Linked DNA regions of Xenopus laevis: region 2 is linked to region 1. A link is a contact called in public Hi-C data. All regions are on one chromosome and are shown on one strand. The core of a region is the stretch at or near the end of the contact, and the rest is flanking DNA. Distances in the headings are between cores, read along the strand shown. Region 1 has its middle 4.6 kb from the start of cyth2.L. Region 2 holds the start of LOC108701031 (meteorin-like protein).

Region 1 (4,444 bases), core at 512-3,011:
TCACCTCGTTGCCTTCGCCCTTGTGCTTTTATAGGGTCGTGGAATTCCCAATGAAACTCCACATGGTTGCTAGTGTACTTTGGACCCTAGCAACCAGATTGCTGACATTACGAACTGGAGAGCTGCTAAAAAAAGCTAAATAACTAAAAAAATAAAAACCAATTGCAAATTGTCTCAGAATATCACTCTCTACATCATACTAAAAGTTAATTTAAAGGGGAACTTTTGGTTTGTCAGCCTCAAAATAATCTTTTATTTTGTACGTAAAGGAAAAAGAGGTGACGCTAAGCAATTCCCCAATATCAATTAAAAATGTCAGTGATATTGTAGTTAATTGTAAATGTGATTGCTGTCGAAAAAAACTTGTGTATGTCCCTTTCAGCATTGCAAGTCTACTTCTTAGCACATTGTTGTGACAGTTAGCTGGCTTCTGCTACATTTGGTTCACTTTTATGTTAGAGACCCGCGAGGGTCTATTTTCTTAGACTGTACCGGCCCCATACCGCGACCTGTGACCGGCAACCCGCAATTTTCCCCCACTGATCCTCTACCCGACCCGCAACAGGCCAATTTACCTTCCGTAGAGAAAAAGAAGGGTGATTGATCAATGCACATTCCCTGGTCCTATCTTATAAGTCATCGAATATCTATGCTAGTGCATGTATTTACGATCAGTTATGATCATAAAAATTGGTAAGCCACCACACGTCAAGGTTAACTAACTATTTAACTATTTACTACCTCTGGTCATAGTATTCAAAGGCTGGCACCTCCCTACATGGTTCCAAGTCTTGGGATAAGTGTCTCCTGACAAGCTACCTTCCGACCCGGGGGACACACAGAACTGGTAGTGATATCACTTTGGACCGGAAATGACATCACTCCGCCACCGATAATGTAAGAAAGTTGCTGGAGCCACAAAGGAGGGTGGGAGAGCTCTCACCTTTACTGGGTACCCAGCCAGGTTACCTTTAGACTGCTGCTCGCACGGGTAATCTGAGAATATTTGCCCAAAACCCAACCACTTTGCAGGTATTCCTCGGACTCGACCCGATGCAGGACTCTATTTTATAGCTATTTGTAGTATGTTATAGAATGGTTAATTCTAAGCAACTTTTCAATCGATCGTTATTATTAACTATTTTATCGTTTTTGAATTATTTGCCTTCTTTTTCTGACTTTTTCCAGCTTCCAAATGGGATCCCCATCTAAATTCGAATGCTCAAAAGGCTACAAATGTAAAGTTATTGCTATTTTTTCCCCTCATCTTTCTATTCAGGCCCTCTCTTATTCATATATCAGCGTCTTATTCAAATCAATGCATGGTTGATTAGATCATTTGGACCCTAGCAACTATATTGCTAACATTGCAAACTGGAGAGTTGCTGAATAAAAAGCCAAATAACCCCAAACCCACAAAAACTAATTGCAAATTGTCTCCGAATATCACTTGCTACATCATACTGAAAGTTAATTTAAAGGTGAACAACCCCTTTAATAGTCGGAGGTGCAGAGAATAGAAAGTAACAAAACATTACTTTTACTAGCAATTATACTTGCTGAAAATGTTTAAAGAGCACCTGTTGCTAAAATGCTGTTTCCCTCACTAGAGCTGTGTCCTCCATTCGTAGTGTTGGTAGCCATGCTGGGGCCAAGACTGACAATCTGTATGTTCTGGAAAATGCAAGAGGAACTGCTGTAAGATGCCATGGATAACCCCTATTTATTGGGCCTCTGGGGGTTTTTCTGGGCCTCAGAGTACTTGAAATGAAATGCCAGGGCCTATTTTGAATCTAAGTCTGAACATGCCTGGGGCACATGCATGCACAAACTATGTGACTTATCCCCTCTCACTCAATATGTGCATGAACATAACATGGGTTAAACTGTTATCCCGTAATGCCAGTGGAGGAAAAATTGTTGTCAAAGGGTACCCTTTAAGACAAGTAATGGATATTAGAAAGCTGATTAAGATTAAAATGTTTCTGTTGATACAGGTGATGATAAAAGTGAAAGAATGAAAAGCACGAATGAGACAAATGGTAAGGGATGTGATGATTTGAAGGTTAATGGTTCACATGAGAGGTGGCAGTGAGAGAGGTGAAAATGAGAATATTATACATGAGGAATCCATAAATATTTCCATATATATTTCAGGAACTTGCGTTGGGGGGAAATGTCTGATGGAGAAATTACTTTTGATGGAAATAAGGATGAGAAACTGGAGGAGGAATATTTTTAAAGGAGAAGCATGGTCAAATCAAACGGACTAAGGAAAAGTTTAGGAACTATGACATAGCATAGCATGCACTTCTATCTCTTGTTTCCCCCAGTTGTAGGTGCACTTACAGAAAACTAAAACTCAACAAATAACGATCATTATGTTTTAGGATGCTTTACTAGCCCAAGGCAACCAATGTCCTTCATCAGTGAAGATCAGAATATGCAGAATATGTAGTTCCCCAAGTTCTTTTCTTCTGATTCGCAGCACATGCTCTGGGCTGTTGTCACCTACGTAAGCTTAGGAACTGACAATCAGTGGCAAAACGACATATACATTATTCCCCAGCCCCTCTCCTGCCTTAAACTTCAGCAAAATATAGAGGCTCGCTGCTAGCAGGTAGTGAGCAGGCCTGGAGGGGGGCAGGTGAAGAGGGACTGTTCACACCAGACCCTCCAACGATCTTTTTTTCAAGGTACAATGTTGCTTACAATATACAGTATATTACAGAACAGAAACGTCAATTAGTAATTAGTAAAAAACGGAATAAGGAATAAAAGAGTCCTAAAATTCACAATAATTTGTGGAGTTAAAAACACCTTCCTTATCCATCGTCTGGTTCCATGGCATTTATAAGTGTCTCTAATTCCTGATCCGTTCTCTGTGAACCCGTTATCCAGAAAGCTCCGAATTATGGAAGGCTGTCTCCATTGGCTGTCTCCAATGGCAGTCATCTCCATGACTCCATTTTATTCAAATAATTCAATTCTTTTTCTCTGTAATAATAAAACTGTATCTCGTACTTGATCCCAACCCAGATATAATTAATCCTTATTGGAAGCAAAATCAAGCCCTGCCCTCCGCTGGCTAAAATTAAAATCACCTGAGTTTTCCGAAGTCGCCTGAAGTTGCCTCACGATGAAACGAATTGCCACAGGCGTTTTTCATTTTAGCCGGCGGAGGGCAGGGGGAAGGCAATTTGGGGAGATTGTCGCCCCGAAGAAGAGGCGATTTGTCACTGGGGTGACTAATCTCCCTGAAACTGCTTGTGTGGCCAGACCCTTAATGTTTACACGATTTTCTAGTAGAAGGTAAAGGTATAAAAATCCAAATTATGGAAAGATCCATTTTCCAGAAAACCCCAGGTCCTGAGCATTCTGGATAACAGTCCCATACATACTCTGCACCAGAGCCAATGTTTATCATTCCATTAGAAGAAACAACATATTTTAATACAGTTCTGGACTTTGTATGATTTCTTAGTGGTTTAGATGAGCCGACGATGACGATAATTCCATCTGTTTATATGTTTTCTATAGCATCAGGACAATTGCAAAATGTAGTCATAAAAGGCATAAGGCTAATATCACTCATCTCTGCCGTTGCAAAACAGGGTTCAGAAAGGGTGCATTTAAAATTCATCCCATGTAAATAGGGTGTAGATCATAGTGGATTGTGGGTTTTTTTTCCACTGGTGTTTTCCTGCTGGCAGAGTAAATGACACGTGTGATGTTAGCTCAACACTCAATGATTTCTTCTCTCTCTAATTGTTGGATACCACCAGAGGGAGCTGCATTTCTACTTGTAGTTTCAGTTACTGTGTGTTCTTATCTGTCTAGACAATATGGTTTATCTTGTGTTTCTCATTAGTTTGCCACCCTGTCATTTTTTTAGAAAATCTCCATCAACTAGATGATTACTTTTTCTATTAGTTTGAATAAACTGAGAATTTTTCCTAATCTAGGGGTAGGCACGCTAGAACAGGAATGTGCCTAGCACCCCCACCGAAACCACCATTGTCCCCTAGACACTCGCCTCTTCTATCTAACCCTAGTTCTGGCCCTGATGGTAGCCATTTACTAATGCCCCAGACAAAAGTGCAAAATCATGGCCAAAACGTTAGCAATGGACAGGTGCGGAAGGTGGGACTGGGTGCATAGTGAAACAAATATAGTAGAACCCTCATTTTAATTTTTTTAAGTGGACCAGAAAATGGTGTAATGGTGTAAAATCCAGGAAAATGTAAAATCAGGGAAATGTTTTATGCATAATATATAGGTGGGACCACAAAACAACAATGTAAAATGAGGGAAAACTTAAAATCAGGGGATGTAAAATTGAGGTTCCACTGTATGGCTGTTGCACCTGTTTATACTTTACTCCCCGTCACAGGGACATAAAACCCATTTATCTGTCTGTCTGTGGGTTTCTGATATAGCTAGA
Region 2 (4,444 bases), core at 505-3,004, 52 kb after region 1:
GAGGAATATTTCAGAAACGATGCAGAATATTGATTTGATTAAATGTAGAAAGTTTCAGATTTCAGTATGATGAAACATATTACATTTTCTTTTTTGCCATAGTTCCCCTTTAATAAACAAAAGGAGAACAATAGGAGCACCAACAGGAGAGACATGTTCCGTAGCTCTATCTGTCTATCTATCTATCTATCTATCTATCTATCTGTCTGTCTGTCTGTCTGTCTGTCTGTCTGTCTGTCTGTCTATTGAGTATGAGTGTTTATCTGTAGGGTCGGACTGGGGGGCTGCTGCTTAAAGAACCTTCAAAGTTTCAAACCCTCCCCCCGGCCCCCTGCCCCAGTTGCAACCCCCCTCCAACCTATTTGCACTTATCTTTTTTCTTCTTATGGTTATGGCCAGGGAGAGAGTTCGGGGACAGCGCCAAAAGCGAGTCTGGGCCAGAGGGGCCCACCAGGTTTTTTCCCGGTGTCCTGTTAGCCCAGTCCGACCCTGAGGCGATGGCAAACATGGTTTATCATCACAACTTTTCTCAGAAGGCTAATGGCACATGTTTTCATCAGTTCATGTGATGTCGCCAAATATACTGTTTTACTGACCAATTGCACAAGAGTGGCTGATATCACAGCAATGACGCCACATAATACTAATCCTTTTGTAGCCGTTTAAGTACACACGTGCCTGTCTGTGCAGAAAACTCACTAAAGAGATGACAGAAATCTATTGCTGCAAAAGTAACATTTCTTTTTGATGTTTCAAGTGAATTTAAAAAAATACATTTTTTGCCCCAAGAAGATAATACCAGATTGTTACAAATATTGATTGATACATTCAGCCAGGGCAATGTTTTTTTTTTTGCTCAGCACAGTGATAACATTTTTTCTGTTCAGCAAAAAAAAAAAACGTTATCAACCGTGTGTGACATCCAACACACAGATAGTGTCTTCACAGAACACAGCATAGATTATATGATATAAGAACCAACCCAATGCAGAATGCCTGGTACAATATATAATACACTATACTGTATATAATATACACATGACATACTTTACACTTACACATACACTCAAAGCATAAATATAGCCCTTATTTGATGTGACATTATATTCATATATGACGTATATACAGTATGTACGCGATACAGTATCTCCCAAATCATACGTGTCATATATGAATATAATGTCACATAAGGGCTATATTTATATTTTGAGTGCAAGTGTAAAGTATGTTGTGTATATTATATACAGAATTAAATAAAATTAGAAAAAAAAGTTGTCTATCCAAATATTCATGGACCTAACTGTATATAATTGTTAAATGTCTAATTTCCGGGTTCCTGGCATTAACTGTAGCAGGGAATGTCCTCTGAAATGGTTCAAGTTTGGAGGTATATAGTGGGTGCAGATGAGAGAGCTTACCTTCCTTTCCAGCTGCAAGAATCCCCAGCAGAGCCCAGCTTCAGCATCACCAGTAGCAGCATCCCAGAAGCACACCCCAAGTGCAACAGCTTGTGTCTCAGCATATTGTTACTAACTGGATGTCTTGTCTGATCTACAAGCTGTGTGTATCTGCATGGCACTGCCTGCTCACTGTCTCTTGCCAGGAAACCTGCCTCTGCTTTCAGCATCAACTTTCAGCTTCCTGCTCTGAAAGAATGAAACCTCTATTCATGGACATCTATTCAAATGGCAATTGCTGGCTCACGTCAAGCAAATCAGCTAGTGGCATGGTTAATGGTTTGGACTAGTAATGGTAGACCCCCCCCCACCCCATGTGTTGAACTGTAAGTGACCAGGGCTTGTCACACACACTGAAAGCCATGTCCTGATGCACTGAAAGAATGACAAGTCACCAAACATGGTGGCTGACCACTTCCACTGTGCAACTCTGCATTAGCCCTGGGGGAGCAGTGGAATCTTTACAAGTCAGTGTGAGTATAAATTGTATTTACTTACAAGCATGCAAAATTAAATCACAAACTGAAAATGGAGCAGAAGTATGGCACTCATAGTAATGGAGTCAGCTAAATTGGTTGATGGAAACAGGGGAAAAGGCAAAGGTTTCAACCAGTTTACACCAATCAGGAACTAGTTAATAAAGCAGCTCAAAAGGTTTTAGTGTAGTTTAGTATACTTGTCAGTTTGACTCATGGTATATTAAGGGCTCTTACACACGGGCGGTTTTACCTGTGCTCCCCTGCCTTGCGCTTTCTTCCGTTCAGCCGAAGGGGATCGCAGGAGTAGACGCACTCACTTATTGTGAATGGGGCTGTACTCCGAATGCAGGTGAAATGCGACATGCTGCGTCCCACCTGCGTTTGTTGCTTACATGAGTCTGTGTGAGTACAGCCCCCTTCACAATAATTGAGTGCGTCTACTCCTGCGCTCCCCTGCAGCTGAACGGAAGAAAGCGCAATGGTAAAACCGCCCGTATGTAAGAGCCCTAAAGGAGCTTAGCTCTGTGGTTGCCAAAAGCACTTTACTGCAGGCATTGTACCAGAGATTGGTTAATTGGTAACCTGTATTCAAATTCAGGATCTGGTTCTCAGTCACATAACTACAGGCCTGTAAGTTTGACATCTGTAATAGGAAAACTTTTGGTGATGGTATTAAATCACAGTGTACTATGAGCATGTAAGAGCGTCATTTAATGCACCATAGATTCTGCCAGACAAATCACACTACAGGCTTATTCTTTTTAAATCCCCCCAATGTTGTAGCACAAAAACAGCAAAACTCCAATAATACAGGAAGCATGCTAGAAAGCAGGACTAACTTCTTATGAACCATTTACAGTATTTGCACAATAAAATTGTAGACTGGATGGCACTTTGTCACATGTGTCTTGGCAATGAGCGATCCAGACTCAAAACATGTTGTGCAAATAGATGCTTCATTAGGAGTGAGTCCTGATTTTCAGACTTTGTTGATTTTTTGAGTTTTGCTGTTGAAAGGGAAGTTCATCTTAATATCAGTGATGTAGACATTGATATTCTAAGACCAATATAATAAAATGTCTTTATTTCAGAATTTGAGAAGCAACACTTCAAGTCTGCAAGGCTCTTTATCTCATACATTAGCCCATCCCTTTATATGTCCTAACCACCAGTGACATCTACTGGCTACAATGCACAGAACAATATGTTAAGTACTCTTGCATTTCAAATTCCTAACAATTGACCAAAGCTCACAACTTCATCTACTTCATGCTAAAATAAAAAACAATTAAAACCAAAACAAATTCAGACATTATAGGGCCCTACAATACATATCTATGGATCTACTGTACCTATGAGACTCTACAAGTTATGGATTTTTATAGTTACTTAAGTCAAAAAGCCCCAGCACACGTGGCATTAAAGCCACACTCATCATCAACGCAGACTCTGTAGATAACAGTAGACAAACGGGCTATATTACTAAATGTAAACTCTATGTGTCACAATTTAGTAGACAGTAAGCTCTATGGGTCATAGTAAACAATAGGTCCATACTACAGAACACAAACTCTGTGGGTTATAGTAAAGAATGTTCAGAATAGTGATCCATAGAAATATTCCGCTTACATGGTCATTCTCATAACGTCCCTTTCTCAGGATGTGATGCTAATAAAGTAGCATGGCTTGGACATCTGAAATATTTGTATATTTGAAGATATCACCATAGATGAGTGTCAATCTGTGCAGCAGAGGGAGCAATTTCTTTTTCTTTCTATTCCTTATGGTATTGTCCCCTATACAAGCTGCTTACACAGGTTAAAAACATCTATTTGTCTCTTTTAATCCTCTCACTATAAACCATAGAGACTCTCAATGGTGGGATTATAGTGTGACCCTCTTGAGGATACTCAGGCAGGGAGAGTGGTTTTATTATCAAAGTAAAAATTATGTTAATGGCTTAGAGCTAAACTAGCACCCATATACTTCCATGCATGGCTACCTCTTCTCTTTCTCTGTTTGCTGTATGCTTTGAGATGATTCTGTCATTTTCCTGCAAGGCTTCTGTTCTCCTGCTTGATCCGCACCAGACTCCCATGAGATTGATACGTCTGTGCAATGGTAAAATGTGGTGTTTATACAAATGGCCTGTAGATGTCACTGTGCTCAGACTTATACTATGCATACTTCCTGTCAGCTTAAAAGTGAAAGTGACTGCTGTGTAATGGCTGCATGAGAGCCTGCTAATAAAGCACTGTTATACTCTCCTCATCCTTGGCTACCTAAAACATAACAAATTGATGACAAGATGGCTCTTCTACCTCTGCAGCAGCCTGCACCTTTTCTTCCAAACCCTGGTGAGCCTACCATACCTTTTACTGCTTGGATCCGTATGTTTGAAAATTACATTATTGCTGCTGACCAAGGGGAGATTTCTGCTGCTAGAAAGCGTGCTTTACTTATTCACTGCCTGGGAGCAGAGGGACAGCGTATATTCTATACATTACC

What was found. Hi-C and Micro-C count contacts between places; a contact is called where the count stands out from the background.
Region 2: a Hi-C map of the XL177 cell line shows a contact between it and region 1, with 4 times the contacts expected there. The contact joins the promoter of LOC108701031 here to the enhancer-like site in region 1. A contact is called at or near these places in 3 of 4 Hi-C or Micro-C datasets (the XL177 cell line, the XTC cell line and animal cap).

Annotation. Positions count from the first base shown.
Region 1 is chr9_10L:35,103,535-35,107,978 of Xenopus_laevis_v10.1, forward strand. No RefSeq gene overlaps it. Among protein-coding and RNA genes, the nearest start is that of cyth2.L, 4.6 kb to the right of the region's middle. Within about 2 kb of position 1,762, at least 1 of the 7 cell types and tissues checked has an H3K27ac peak or open chromatin away from gene starts, as enhancers often do.
Region 2 is chr9_10L:35,155,561-35,160,004 of Xenopus_laevis_v10.1, forward strand. It overlaps LOC108701031 (meteorin-like protein), which reads right to left and starts at 1,755. Exons shown (of 4, transcript XM_018235164.2): 1 at 1,419-1,755. The coding sequence starts at 1,627.